Linked DNA regions of Pan troglodytes: regions 2 and 3 are each linked to region 1. A link is a contact called in public Hi-C and HiChIP or PLAC-seq data. All regions are on one chromosome and are shown on one strand. The core of a region is the stretch at or near the end of the contact, and the rest is flanking DNA. Distances in the headings are between cores, read along the strand shown. Region 1 holds the start of SNRPE (small nuclear ribonucleoprotein polypeptide E). Region 2 holds the start of GOLT1A (golgi transport 1A). Region 3 overlaps ETNK2 (ethanolamine kinase 2).

Region 1 (4,171 bases), core at 845-3,344:
TGAAATAATCATAAAAGTGGAAACGTTAAAAAAAGAAAAATAGGGCCGGGCGCGGTGGCTCACGCCTGTAATCCCAGCACTTTCGGAGGCCGAGGGAGGTGGATCACAAGGTCAAGAGACAGAGACCATCCTCGTTAACATGGTGAAACCCCATCTCTACTAAAAATACAAAAAAAATTAGCTGGGCGTGGTGGCGCACGCCTGTAGTCCCAGCTACTCGGGACGCTGAAGCAGGAGAATCGCTTGAACCCAGGAGGCAGAGGTTGCAGTGAGCTGAGATCGCGCCACTGCACTCCAGCCTGGGCACAGTGAGACTCCGTCTCAAAAAAAAAAAAGAAAAGAAAAACAGGCCAGGTGCCTCGATTCACACCGTTCCCATACTTTGGGATGCCAAAGCGGAATAATTCGCTTTATGGCCAGGTGTTCAATATAAGCCTGCGCAACATTAAGCAAGATCTCCCCGCCCCCCGCCCCCCCAAAAATTGAAGTATACAAAACCTAACCATTTTGGTCAAACGACAAGAGAAATATGGCTCCTAAAAAAATTGTAATGAATGTAAGTCAAAAGTTTTAACTATTTAGCCCATATCTAAGAATTATTCACCAATAATAATAACCTCAAAGAGAATTTTCATTTAATAAGTTCTATATTGGAACTGTATAAGCTAATAATTTTCCTGTGATTTTGGGACTCAATATTTCTTACTGCTTCTGGTCTCAATCTATTAAGAGTGAAAGTTTTTGACAGCATAGCACAAAGCAGTAATTTCTAATGACCAAGGGCTTATCTCCTGCAGCAAAATCCAGTTCCAAAACAAAGCTTTCTCATGTCACACACCTAACAACTAGGACAGGAGCCCTCAATTCAGGTGGTTAAAAATTATTATCACCTGAAATTAATGTTTTTCAGTTGTGTTATCACACTATAAAATTTAAGTTGCTAAAACTTCCCTCAAAGGAAAGCAGCTGCCACTAAACTCCTCTGAAGCTACCCCTTCTCTCTTCCTTTTTTCGTCTTTAAGTTTTCCCACAGGTATTAAACACACCACCTCTTGACATGGTTTAAGTTGGCTGGGTTTTTCTTCCAATGTTTCATCCTAAAGGGGAGAGGTTCCAATGTTCTAGCCATAATCACTACTAACAAAACTACTGATGCCCAAATACCATGGTCAAGTCTGCTAATAATACTTTTTGGAATTAAAAAGTATTTTTGATCTTGCAAAGTAATGGATACAATTCTTTGCATGTTGGGAAGTGGCATGGATACACACCACTTCATCACATTAGTGCTAAGTACTCCTTCCCCTCAATTACCCTCCAATCTCCAGTTACATCTATTTTTAAATTCTAGAACACAGCAATCGCTCAGGTTAACACAAAAAACTAAATCAGTTCACCTCTTATTTAAAAAGTAGTTACGAAACAAGCAACTTACGTACATTTTGTAAGTATCTGAAGATGAGGTTCTGCACCACAGTGGCTAAGGAAAAAATACAAAAGCAGCATAGACTCTGCTTCCTGAAACAACTGGACGACCCTATTCCCGTCTCACCTTTGTTTACTAAACGCGAGGTCTGGTGCTTACGCAAACAACAAGTGCCCAGCTGGGCATTCATTAGGGGTCTTCTAAAGACTAAAGAACATCCATTCCACTTTCATTCCCCTGGAGTTTCCCAAAACCGTTAACTCCCGTTTTCACTCCGCACCTAAAGTTCTCTTCCCTCCTTTTGCCGCGTCCATTCCTGCATTCCCCACGGCAGGGGTCCACCCAAGACCACCTCCCCACCATCACGGTTCAACTACCCGCGCTTTCTTCCAGTCTTGGTAGCCCCGGGGGCTCATGGGATGTGGATCCGTACTCCGCTATCCCAGGCCTGCTCTCAGCCTGCGCCTTCGCACCCCGTATTCTGACCCGAACCTCCTAGTCCTGACATCCCGCGTAGGATACGATGGGCTGCACCATAACCTTCTGCACTTTCTGGCCCTGGCCACGGTACGCCATGGTGGAATTTCACAAAGCGAACAACCGCACGCGGCCTCTGAGAGCAACTTCCGGAATAAAGAACCGGAAGCGGAAGTGTGAAGGTCACGCGGCGGCATGGGCGGCTCCTGGGAAATGCCCCTCTAGCCATGAAGTCACGTTTCTCCGCTGCATGGCCTCCGAGGGAGGCCAAACTGAGGCGGCTGCGCTGTGGAAGGTGGGCCGGTCCTACAGCGCCACTTGGAGGGAGGCGGGAGGAGGTGCCTTCGGTTGTATAGTGGCCGTGGTATGGGGAGTGCCGTCCTGTCTCCAATTTCTTTTCTTTTTTTTTTTTGAGGCGAAGTCTCGCTCTGTCGCCCAGGCTGGAGTGCAGTGGCGCGATTTCAGCTCACTGCAACCTCAGCCTCCAGGGTTCAAGCGATTCTCCTGCCTCAGCCTCCCGAGTAGCTGGGACTACAGGCGCTTGCCACCACGTCCGACTAATTTTTTGTGTTTTTAGTAGAGACGGGGTTTCACCATGTTGGCCAGGATGGTCTCGATCTCCTGACCTCATGATCCGCCCGCCTCGGCCTCCCAAAGTGCTGAGATTACAGGCGTGAGCCACCGCGCCCGGCCTGTATCTCCATTTTCTGAGTTAGCTTGAAAAGCCAAAATCGTCCCAGTGTGTATCTCTATGTGTAAAATGAGTTAATTTCGTGCCTTTCCTAAAGCCTATTTTGCTGGAGTTTAGGCTTGATAGCAGCGTTGTGGTGGAAAGGGTAGGGCGGCAAGGAGCCCAAACTTCAGGCCTCCCACCTCTGGCAGTCGGCCAGGGGCGGTCTGCATTCCAAAGCCAGATGCCTGGTTCCCTCCAGTTACGGATTCAACTCTCATCCATTTCGTGGAGAGTTACTGTTCAGGTGGCAACTGAGGGTGGCGATTTACCAGGAAGACGCTGAAATCCACATGCTGGGCGCAAATCCAGCTCTTTTAGAGTTGGGTGACCAAGGATAAATTACTCAGCCTCGCCATGTCTTGGCTTAGTTTCCAAAACGGAGATTATAGTAAAGATTAACTTTACTCAGGGGCTTGAAGATTCAATGAAATAATTGTCTATGTGTGCACACAGTTAGGCGTCAGCCAGTGTCAGAACATGTCCTTCCCTGGATAACACAGCTACTAAGTGGAGCAGCTGGAATTTGTTAGGTGTGCCTGACCCCAAAGTCCACCTACCTTTCCATTGTGTCATGGCTTGTGGCCTGGCAGAGATTTCATTTAATTGGCATACACATGTTATAGAGGAGGAAACTGAAGTTTAGACTTTTGAAAGGACTTGCCTAAGGGAACACGGATTAGGGCAAATGGCAGAATCAAAATTAGCTTTTCTGAGGGCTTCTGTTTAATGGGGATAATAGTAATAACGACTTCAGAAAGGGGTTGAGTTGAAAGTGATTTTTAAACTACACAAAGCGGCCAGGCTCACGCCTGTAATCCCAGCATTTTGGGAGGCCGAGGCAGGTGGATCAACTGAGGTCAGGAGTTCGAGACCAGCCTGGGCAACATGGTGAAACCTTGTCTCTACTAAAAATACAAAAATTAGCCATGCATGGTAGCACATGCCTGTAATCCCAGCTACTTGGGAGACTGAGACAGGAGAATCACTTGAACCCAGGAGGCAGAGGTTGCAGTGAGCCGAGATCATGCCACTGCACTCCAGCCTTGGTGACAGAGCGAGACTCCGTCTCAAAAAAATAAATAAGAATAAATAAATAAATAAACTACACAAAGCTGGCAAATGCATGGGATAACTATTTCCTTTAAAAAATTTCAGCCAGGGCTGGGCACAGTGGCTCATGCCTGTAAATCCCAGCACTTTGGGAGGCTGAGGCGGGCAGATCACAAGGTCAGGAGTTTGAGACCAGCCTGGCCAATATGGTGAAACCCCGTCTCTATTAAAAATACAAAAATTAGCTGGGCGTAGTGGTAGGCGCCTGTAGTCCCATCTACTCAGGAGGCTGAGGCAGGAGAATTGCTTGAATCTGGGAGGCAGAGGTTGCAGTGAGCCGAGATCGCGCCACTGCACTCCAGCCTGGGTGACAGAGCAAGACTCTGTCTCAAAAAAAAAAAAAAAAAAAAAAAAAAAAATTTCAGCCAGGTGCGCTAGCTCATGCCTGTAATCCCAGCATTTTGAGAAGCAGAAGCAGGAGGCTT
Region 2 (4,171 bases), core at 688-3,187, 350 kb before region 1:
AGTTTTTAGGGTTTATTTCATATTATTGCCATCCTTTATATGTTTAGTTTTTTTGGAGCCCAAGGATGCTATGTTGTCATAATTATGTGTGGAAATGTTGTGTCCTGTCTTTACAACACTGTCCCGGGTGTCCACATGCAATTGCTCTAAACCACTTTTATCTTCTTTTCTTTTCCCAATCCATCCTCTATCCCCCATTGCCCATTGGAAATATGTGATCTCTAAGGCCTTTTAAGATCCCAGAGACTGAATTTTACCTCAACGCTGATATGTTTCAAGACAGAGGTTGATGTGTCTGTGGTACTCTATGGCGACCCCATTCCATGGGAGCTATTTTGACAATACACACATACCTAAGACTGAGTTCCTTTGCATGCACATCATACTTCTATATTATCTCCACCTTGTGCTCTCTAATTTGCCTTGCTATGTTATCCCTATTTCAATTAAGATGCTTTCCCTCTCATCATATGCAAGTACGTCTGGTCTGTTATTCCTTATCTAACAGTTTTTATTCTATGTTCACTTCCTGCTACTCTTTCCTTTTCTTGCATGTGTGTGATTTTTGTTTTTGCATAGAATGGCTCATCTTCTATTTCTCTTAAATTCAAACATATATTATGTGTGGGTGCAAGCAATCTGCCTATTTCATTTATGTCTTCTGGTAAGTCTTGCCTGAACATTTATATATTGAAAGACATCATGTTTAATTATAATTTATCTTTTTGTTTCTTTTTAAAAAATTATGTTAGCTTTCCTTGGTTTTGTTGTTGTTGTTTGGTTTGTTTTTTTTGAGACAGGATCTCGCTCTGCTACCCAGGCTGGAGTGCATGGCTTGATCACAGCTCATCGCAGCCTCGACCTTCTGGGCTCAAGCAATCCTCCTACCTTAGCCTCCCCAGTAGCTGGGACTACAGGCAGGTACCACCACATCTGGCTAATTTTTTATTTTTATTATTGTAGAGACAAGGTCTCACTATGTTGCTCAGGCTGGTCTCAAACTCCTGGGCTCAAGCAATCCTCCTGCCTTGGCCTCCCAAAATGCTGGGATTACAGACATAATGCATTTTGTATGCCAGGCCTATTTGCATTTTTAAATGATGTATGTAGATTAGTCATATCATCTTTGAAATTCATTTCTTCATTTCTGGACACAGAAGACATTGCAAAGTGGATGTTGGCTCTCCTGGCGTCAATGCCACGTCAGAACCACTGCTCTGCGATGGGAAAAAAGGATGTTAGGAACTAACTGCCTCTCTTTTTGCAGGCCCAAAGGACGAATCCATGTCTACACAGCTGTTGGGTAGACTAGAACCAGGCCCCCTAAATTGTCCAGTCCTGCCCCAACCCCAAATTCAGGGCTTTGTCTTCCATAGCTCAACATCACAGTCAGTCCAAAGCTTGGACGCCGCTTGGGGAAAGGAGGTCGAAGACCTTCATGTCTAACTTCCCCCATGGCGCTTTTGCCATTGATTTAACCCGATCTGGCTCTGCCATTAGGTCAACAACAGGCTTTGTGCTCAGTCGCTCATCGCCTCCCAGCGCCTAGCATGTGCAATAGCAGAGAGCAAAAAGCTTGACTTTCAAGATGAATTTAGTACATTCCCAAAGGGATGCGCAGATGCCAACTCTTCCCACACTATCAAACCAAGCAAGAAACTTGAGCACCCCCTAGATTCCAATGCTTCCACATACAATCTAAGTTTCGCGGAGCAGACGAGAGCCGCAGAACACCGCGCGGTGCGAGGAAAGGGTCAGGTGGGCGGTGCCTTCCCCGGGCAGGCGCGGCAGGTGGAGGGGCGGGGCATTGCCCTACCGGAAAACGGGAGGAGGGAGCCGGCGAGTAGAAGCACCTGCGTGGTGTGCGGGGGTGGAGCGGGGGCTGGAGGGAGAGTTAATGATTTGCCACAGGCTCATTTCCCAACTTAACCAAGGGTCAGCTTCCCGTGACCATGTGCCAGCTGCGTCCTCTGGGCCACGCTCCACTTGCCCGCTTCCACCCGGAAGGCCCCCCAGGCTGAGTGCGGCATGATCTCCATCACCGAATGGCAGAGTAAGTGAGATGAGCGGGGCTGCAATGGGCTATCCAGGCCAGGCTCCCTGCCGGCTGGCTCTCTCTCCCAGCTGGGCTCTCTGTCACCACAAGCGTGACCTCTGGAGCCAGGGGCTGGGAGATGCTGTGCTGGCACCCTGGGGCAGCAGGCAGGGTGGGGTGTGGCTCCCTACCCTCCAGCGGGTGGGAGTTGCTCAGGGCCCACAGGTAGCTAGAGGCTGGTGCCCAGGGGGCCTGGCAGGTTTCCCATTCACACTGACCCCTTTCCCATCCCGGGTTCTTAGAACTGGGTTGCCACAAAGGTGGACTCAGGAGGCCTCTGCCCATTCAGACATCTTTCCCCACACCATCAAGGTCTCCTGTGGCCCTGGGGGCTTCTTATAAAAAACTAAACTCCACTCCCCTGACCAAACCACCATACCCTCACTCCTAAACATCCTTCCCCTTCTTTTGGGGGAAGAGGTAGGGAGGAGGTCTTGGAACAAGTCTGGGGCCATGGGAAGAACCGTGGCTCTGTGGGCTTCATTTGGGTGAGTTACTTAAAGCCTCTGAGCCTTGGTTTTTCATCTGAGAATTGGTGACAACATTCTTTTGTTCACTCAACAGATTTGTCTCTGCTGTGTGCCAAGCACTGTGTTGGATATAGAGTGTCCAACATTAAATGAAACTGACTCCCTGCTTACATTCTAGAGAGGGGAGACAGGTAATTAACAGAAAGAAGTATATAGTATATCACAAGATGGTAAGTCCTCCAGATGAAAATAAAACAAGAGGAGGCTATGGAGTTCGAGGTAGGAGGGGTCGCTATTTTATATAGAGTGGTCAGGGAAGCCTCACTGAGAAGGTGAGCCTTTACTCAGATCTTTTTTCAGAGATCTATAGGAAGTGAGGAAGCAAAGCCACGCAGCTCTCTGGAGGGGAAATGTTCAGGAAGCAGGGACAGGCAGTGCAAAGGCCCTGAGGCATTAGCATACTTGGTGTGTTTGAAGAACAACAAGGAGATGGGTATACCTGGAGCAAAGTGAGGTGAGGGGAGAATCATAGGAGTTTAGGTCAGGGATGTCACTGAGGGGTCAGGACACTGGAGACTTATAGACTATGGTAATGACCTTGGTTTTGTGCTATGGTGTGATACGTTCTATTTCTATGTTTAAAAGATCATTCTGGGTGCTGGGTTGAGAATAGACTGTGGAGGTATGAAGGCAGCAGCAGGGAAGCCAGTTCTTTTTTTTTTTTTTTTTTTTTGAGACAGAGTCTCACTCTGTCGCTCAGGTTGGAGTACAGTGGCATGATCTCTGCTCACTGCAACCTCCACCTCCTGGGTTCAAGCGATTCTCCTGCCTCAGCCTCCTAAGTAGCTGGGGTTACGGGCACCCACCACCACACCTGGCTAATTTTTGTATTTTTAGTAGAGATGGGGTTTCTCCACGTTTACCAGGTTGGTCTCGAACTCCTGACTTCTCAAGTGATCCACCCGCCTGAGCCTCCCAAAGTGCTGGGATTACAGGCATGAGCCACCGCGCCCAGCCAGGGAAGCCAGTCCTGAGTGTGTGAAGGTGGAGGAGACCAAGGTGTTAGCAGGAGATTAGTGGGGCGTGGTCCATGCTGGATCTGCCTTGAGGAAAGTGCTGAGGATTTGCTGACGGTTTGGATATAGGGTGTGAGAGAAAGAGGAGTCAAGAATGCCTTGTATATTTTTTATCCTGTGCAATGGGAAGGGTTGAGTGGGGGGAAGCAGGAATTGGGCTTTAGATGTGTTGAGTTTGTTTGTGCTGTTAGACATCCGGGTGAGATGTCAGGTAGGTAGTTGGGTATGTGAGTCTGGAGTTCCAGGTAGAGGCCTGGGCTGGAGACAGAAATGTGGGAATAATCTGCATATACATGGTTTTTAGGACTATGAGCATCCATGAGATCACCGAGGGCAGGCACAGTTTCTCACCTCCCCGCTATTGACATTTTTGGGGCAGGATAATTCTTTGTTGCGGGGGCCTGTCCTGTACATTATAGGATATTAGCAGCATCCCTGGCCTCTATCCACTACATGCCAGTAGCACCCCCACTCCAAGTTGTGACAATAAAAAATGTCTTCAAACATTGCCAGATGTCCCCTGGGAAACA
Region 3 (4,171 bases), core at 823-3,322, 270 kb before region 1:
ACTAGAGGGAGCCAAGAGGATGGGGTGGGGGGCAGGGCCCCCCAGGGCCTATCGTGGGAGAGCCTGGGCAGGATCCCATCAGAAAGGTGCTGACTAAACTGGTTGCCCGGACACTCAACAGCCTCCACCTCCTTTCTGCCCTCACAGCTCCTGGGGCCTTCCTGGCTCTGGCCCAGAAAGTGATTCATTTGTAAATTATCATGGTTTTCTTTCTGCATTAAAATGTTCATTTCCGGACTGCTGTGTCTTGAGTGACAATGGTGAGGAACTGACCCCTGCGTGGGGGCTGAGGAGTGCTGTAACCCCTCCTGATATCCCCCCTCCACCTGGGCTTCATGCTGAAGTCAAGGTAGCCGCCTGCACACATCCTCCTGTGCACCTAGCTCCGAAGGCTCTGGGCAGGGCCCCCTATTTCTCTCACTCAGCTTCTGTGCCTTTGACTCTCTTAGTAGAACCTACCAGTTAAACCCGGTAAAGCACTGCTTAGGGGGAACTAGGCTGTGGATTACAAGGACTTTGGTTGTCCCAGGAGATGAACCAGTGACATTCTAAATAGAAGTGCTCAGGACACCTTCCTCGGTCATGTCTGGCTCCCAGCTGTCAGTGGGGTGAGGAAGGGGCTGCTCTGCCTGAGAACAGGCAGGAGTGATTTCTGGAACCAATCTGTCCCTTTTTCAGAAGGCCAGAAGGAAGAGCAGAAACTCAAAGATGAGAAGGGGGCACCCCTCTTAGCAGCCCAGTCACTCCGGCTATACCTCCCAGGCTGTGCACTGGGCAGCAGCTGCTCCAGGACTGCCCCCCTGCTAGTAAGTGCCCAGTGCCCTTAGGGGCAGCAGAGGCAACAGCAGCAGCAGCCTGCCAGGTGGACTCTGGTTGTTTGGCTTTTGCCTGCAAAAATCACCCTGGTGCCATGGCAACCACTGGAGCTGGCACCTGCAGCTGGAGCTTTCAAGGTCATGGTAATCCAGCATAGCCAGGCCCTCCATGGGCAGCAGCCTCGGGGGGTGCCAGTGGGGGCACACGGGCGAAAGAGGTGCCCAGGCATAGGGATGGTGCCAGGGCTGGGCAGGTAGGGGTCACCTGTGGGGTCAGGTGGTCATAGACACTACCTGTCTGGACTAAAAAGCAGTGTCCCCGCTCCTTGTTCCTCTCCGAGCCACCTCTGGAATTGAGGGCAGAATTAACACTGTGAAGCCAGCTTTGTTTCCAGCCTCCTGGGTCTTGATGCTGTTGCGCTGGAGATAAGTGTTGCAGTGGTGAGTAGGGAATGGCTGGGACAGAGCCCCCCTGGGTATTGTCCTGTGCCCCTAAGGTCCTGGCCACCATCTGTATGGGAAGGAATTAACAGCAGACATCATCCCACTGCCGCCTCTGAGAAAGCATTCTCCTTCCCCCAGTCCTCCAGGGGAGTGAGCCGGTGTGGTGGCAGGGAACACAACCCTGTCCCTCAAAGTCTGGGAGTTCCACCTTGGCTCGTTTCACTGCCACCCCAGGCTAACCAGCACTCCTGTCCTCCTGGCTGAGCACCAGGCCTGGGAGCCTCCCAGTGTGATCCGGGTTCCACCCCCTCGGGCCCCTTCCAGGACTCTTAGCAAAGAGCTCTAGTTAAAGGACACCTGGGCACATTCACCTTCCCAACGGGCTCTGCCCCTCGGTCTCTGCTGGAGACGCACGGAGGGGACGAACTTGTGGCCCAGCTTTCCTGGTAATGACCACAGCACTCTGCTCCTGGCCTCTCCAACCACCTGGCCCCATCCTGCCTCTCATGGGACAGGGGGTGGGGCTCCAGGACCCGATACTGTGTCTCAGCAGAGGGAATAAGGCAGGCAAGACAAGAGGACTTGGGGGAGGGAAGAGGAACTCAGGACCGACAGGTGGGAATGAGCCAGGCTGGGAGAGTCTTGAGACTGGCAGGACCTGGTTTGGACCCACCAGTGGAGTGGAGGAGGCCGGGGGCCGAGAGGGGAGGGCGGAGAGGGGAGGGCGGAGGGCGGAGAGCGGAGGGCCGGAGGGCAGAGGGCTGAGGGGAGTGGGAGGTGCAATGGGCAGCTCTCCATCGTGACCACTAGGGGGCAGGCGCCGCCGCCAGCTCCTCCTCCCACCTCTGCCTGCATCTTTTCCAGACATGGCGTGGGGAGGGCGAAGGAGAGGAGGCTCTGAGAACCCGGGCTGGGGAAAAAACAGCCAGCCCGCGTTCAGGATGCTCCCCATACCAAATGGCTGGGCCCTTAATTCTTGGGCAGTCTCCATTCCACACCATCCCAACTTTGTGGTCCTAGAATCAACCACACCTACCCTCTCTCACCACTACCCTCTCTCCAATCTAGAAATCCCTCCACCAGTACTCAAGAGCTTGAGGACTTGAGTTGGGAAGTTCACTCTTTTTTGTGGAAAAGGTGTTCTTTATGTCAAGACAGTCTTGAACCTCATCCAGGAGCTCAAGTTCTGCCTTATGAACTTTGTGCAATACTACACTTTGCCCACCTGGCAGCTTTGGAGAAAGCAATCTTGTCCTTTCTGTCCAACTCTGTCTTCTTTTCTAGAGGAAACACGCCTGACCCTTCTGACTATTCCTCTAAGAACAATGTGCACCAGGATCCCTCCTGTGCTCCTCCATGTGGGGTGCCTGCTTCAGGGCCCCTCCATTGTGAGACTTCCCTAGTGAGGGGGTGAGGAAGGGCACGCTACCCCTGGGACTAGGTCTGTGTGGGGTACACTGGACCATCACCTCCCCTGTTGTGAACACAAACCTCTATTAATGCAGCCCAAGTCCAACTCTTCCACAAGAACTACTGCCATTCGGTTTTGCTGTCCCCACTCTATACTGATGGGATTAATTTTTCACCACAAGATATGTCTCTCTAGAGCCTGGTTAATATGCATTTTTGAGGTGCTTCAGTCTGTCATCCGGCCCTTGCAGGCCTATTACTTCTCCTAATGTGATAACTAGGTCTGAAGTGTTCACTCAAAGCATGTGTCATGGATAGAGAGCCCTGAAGCATTATCATTAGAGACCCTGCTTCATTAATTAGCATCGTAGGGGCCTCAGATGGGCTTCAGGGTAAACCTTTGTGGGCACTTTTCTAAGAAAAGGATCCACAGCTTTCATTAGAGTCTCAAAGGGCTCCTTCTCTGAATGATAAGAACCAGGTATAAGGTTTAATCTTGTTGTCAGATGAGGACAATGAGGCCCCAAAGGAGAGACCTGGCTCCCACTCCCCAACCCCAGCCATGTGGCCAGTTCTAGAGAGACCCCGAGCTTCATGACTCCTATTACAGTGCTCTTACTACTGCCTTCTTTCTTAGGATCCGGGTGGCCTCACCTCGTCAAGGTAGGGGCATTCAGCGTGGGCTCTGTGGAGGGCATGTGTCACTCACAGGCTTGGCCTGGGATTCCCTTGCATTAAGCCGATTCCTCTGAGGCCCCAGGCCTGAAGCTCCTGCAGGCTGCCACCAGGGGACAGTGGTGCCCAGGCTGGTGGCATACTTGGGAATTCTGGACTTAGGCCAGCCTCCCTCCTCCACTGCACAAGGGCCAGATTCTGAAATGATCTGTCTTTATTATGTCATCAGAAAACAAAAAAATCCCCCGAGTGTAAACAGGAGAAATGTGCTGGTTAAGTTACTCATCATTATCTTATTATTAACAAAATAAAGCACTATCTATGTTTACAGTCATAAAAAAAGAAACAGCCTGGAGAGAAGTGGGGGCTTTGAGGATGGAGAGAAGACGGGGGCAGACACAGACTCCACATCTGGCCCTGTGGGATTTGGGGTTCCCATACTGATCCAAGGGCTGTTTACATCTTCAGAGTTAGGTGACAATGGGATTTGATTTCCTTAGGGAACAAACTTTGTGAAACTGATCAGAGGCTGAGATCCAGTCCCTAGTATAGAGTGGGGGAGGGGAGGGCAGGCAGGTGAGGGGCAGGGCTGGGTGGGAGAGGCTGAAGCCCAGGAGTCTTCTCAACCTCTTCCAAGAATGGGGAGCCCCCCACCCTGTGCTCATGAGGGAGGAATAAAGACCAGCTGCCATGGACAGCCCCTCTCCAGGGCCTCTGATGCTGGCAGGAAGGGGAGCACCATCAATCCTCCTGTCCCAACTCCCTCATGGGATCAGGTTGGGACCAGGGGCGGGGGCACCAGGACAAAGCCCCTTGGAGGCCGAGGC

The links. A called contact is a pair of places that touch in the nucleus more often than the background predicts. HiChIP or PLAC-seq counts read pairs in DNA pulled down with a chosen protein or histone mark.
Region 2: a contact with region 1 is called in an H3K4me3 HiChIP or PLAC-seq map of stem cell-derived excitatory neurons, with 7 times the contacts expected there. The contact joins the promoter of GOLT1A here to the promoter of SNRPE in region 1. A contact is called at or near these places in 1 of 7 Hi-C or Micro-C datasets (stem cell-derived neural progenitor cells) and 1 of 1 datasets of contacts at active chromatin or transcription factors (stem cell-derived excitatory neurons).
Region 3: a contact with region 1 is called in a Hi-C map of stem cell-derived neural progenitor cells, with 9 times the contacts expected there. The contact joins the enhancer-like site here to the promoter of SNRPE in region 1. A contact is called at or near these places in 4 of 7 Hi-C or Micro-C datasets (blood, induced pluripotent stem cells and stem cell-derived neural progenitor cells), 1 of 1 datasets of contacts at active chromatin or transcription factors (stem cell-derived excitatory neurons) and 1 of 1 other capture datasets (stem cell-derived neural stem cells).

The regions. Positions count from the first base shown.
Region 1 is chr1:45,227,846-45,232,016 of NHGRI_mPanTro3-v2.0_pri, forward strand. SNRPE (small nuclear ribonucleoprotein polypeptide E) reads right to left here and starts at 2,095. Exons shown (of 5, transcript XM_001158544.7): 1 at 1,949-2,095; 2 at 1,440-1,466. The coding sequence starts at 2,002.
Region 2 is chr1:44,875,995-44,880,165 of NHGRI_mPanTro3-v2.0_pri, forward strand. GOLT1A (golgi transport 1A) reads left to right here and starts at 1,938. Exons shown (of 5, transcript XM_016936683.4): 1 at 1,938-2,053. The coding sequence starts at 2,029.
Region 3 is chr1:44,960,394-44,964,564 of NHGRI_mPanTro3-v2.0_pri, forward strand. It overlaps ETNK2 (ethanolamine kinase 2), which reads left to right. Exons shown (of 6, transcript XM_063793107.1): 6 at 1-237. It overlaps SOX13 (SRY-box transcription factor 13), which reads right to left. Exons shown (of 14, transcript XM_016936606.4): 14 at 3,618-4,171. Among named protein-coding and RNA genes, the nearest start is that of ETNK2, 23 kb to the left of the region's middle. Within about 2 kb of position 2,073, at least 4 of the 24 cell types and tissues checked have an H3K27ac peak or open chromatin away from gene starts, as enhancers often do. A contact at or near this core is called in stem cell-derived neural progenitor cells and stem cell-derived neural stem cells, where this site is marked.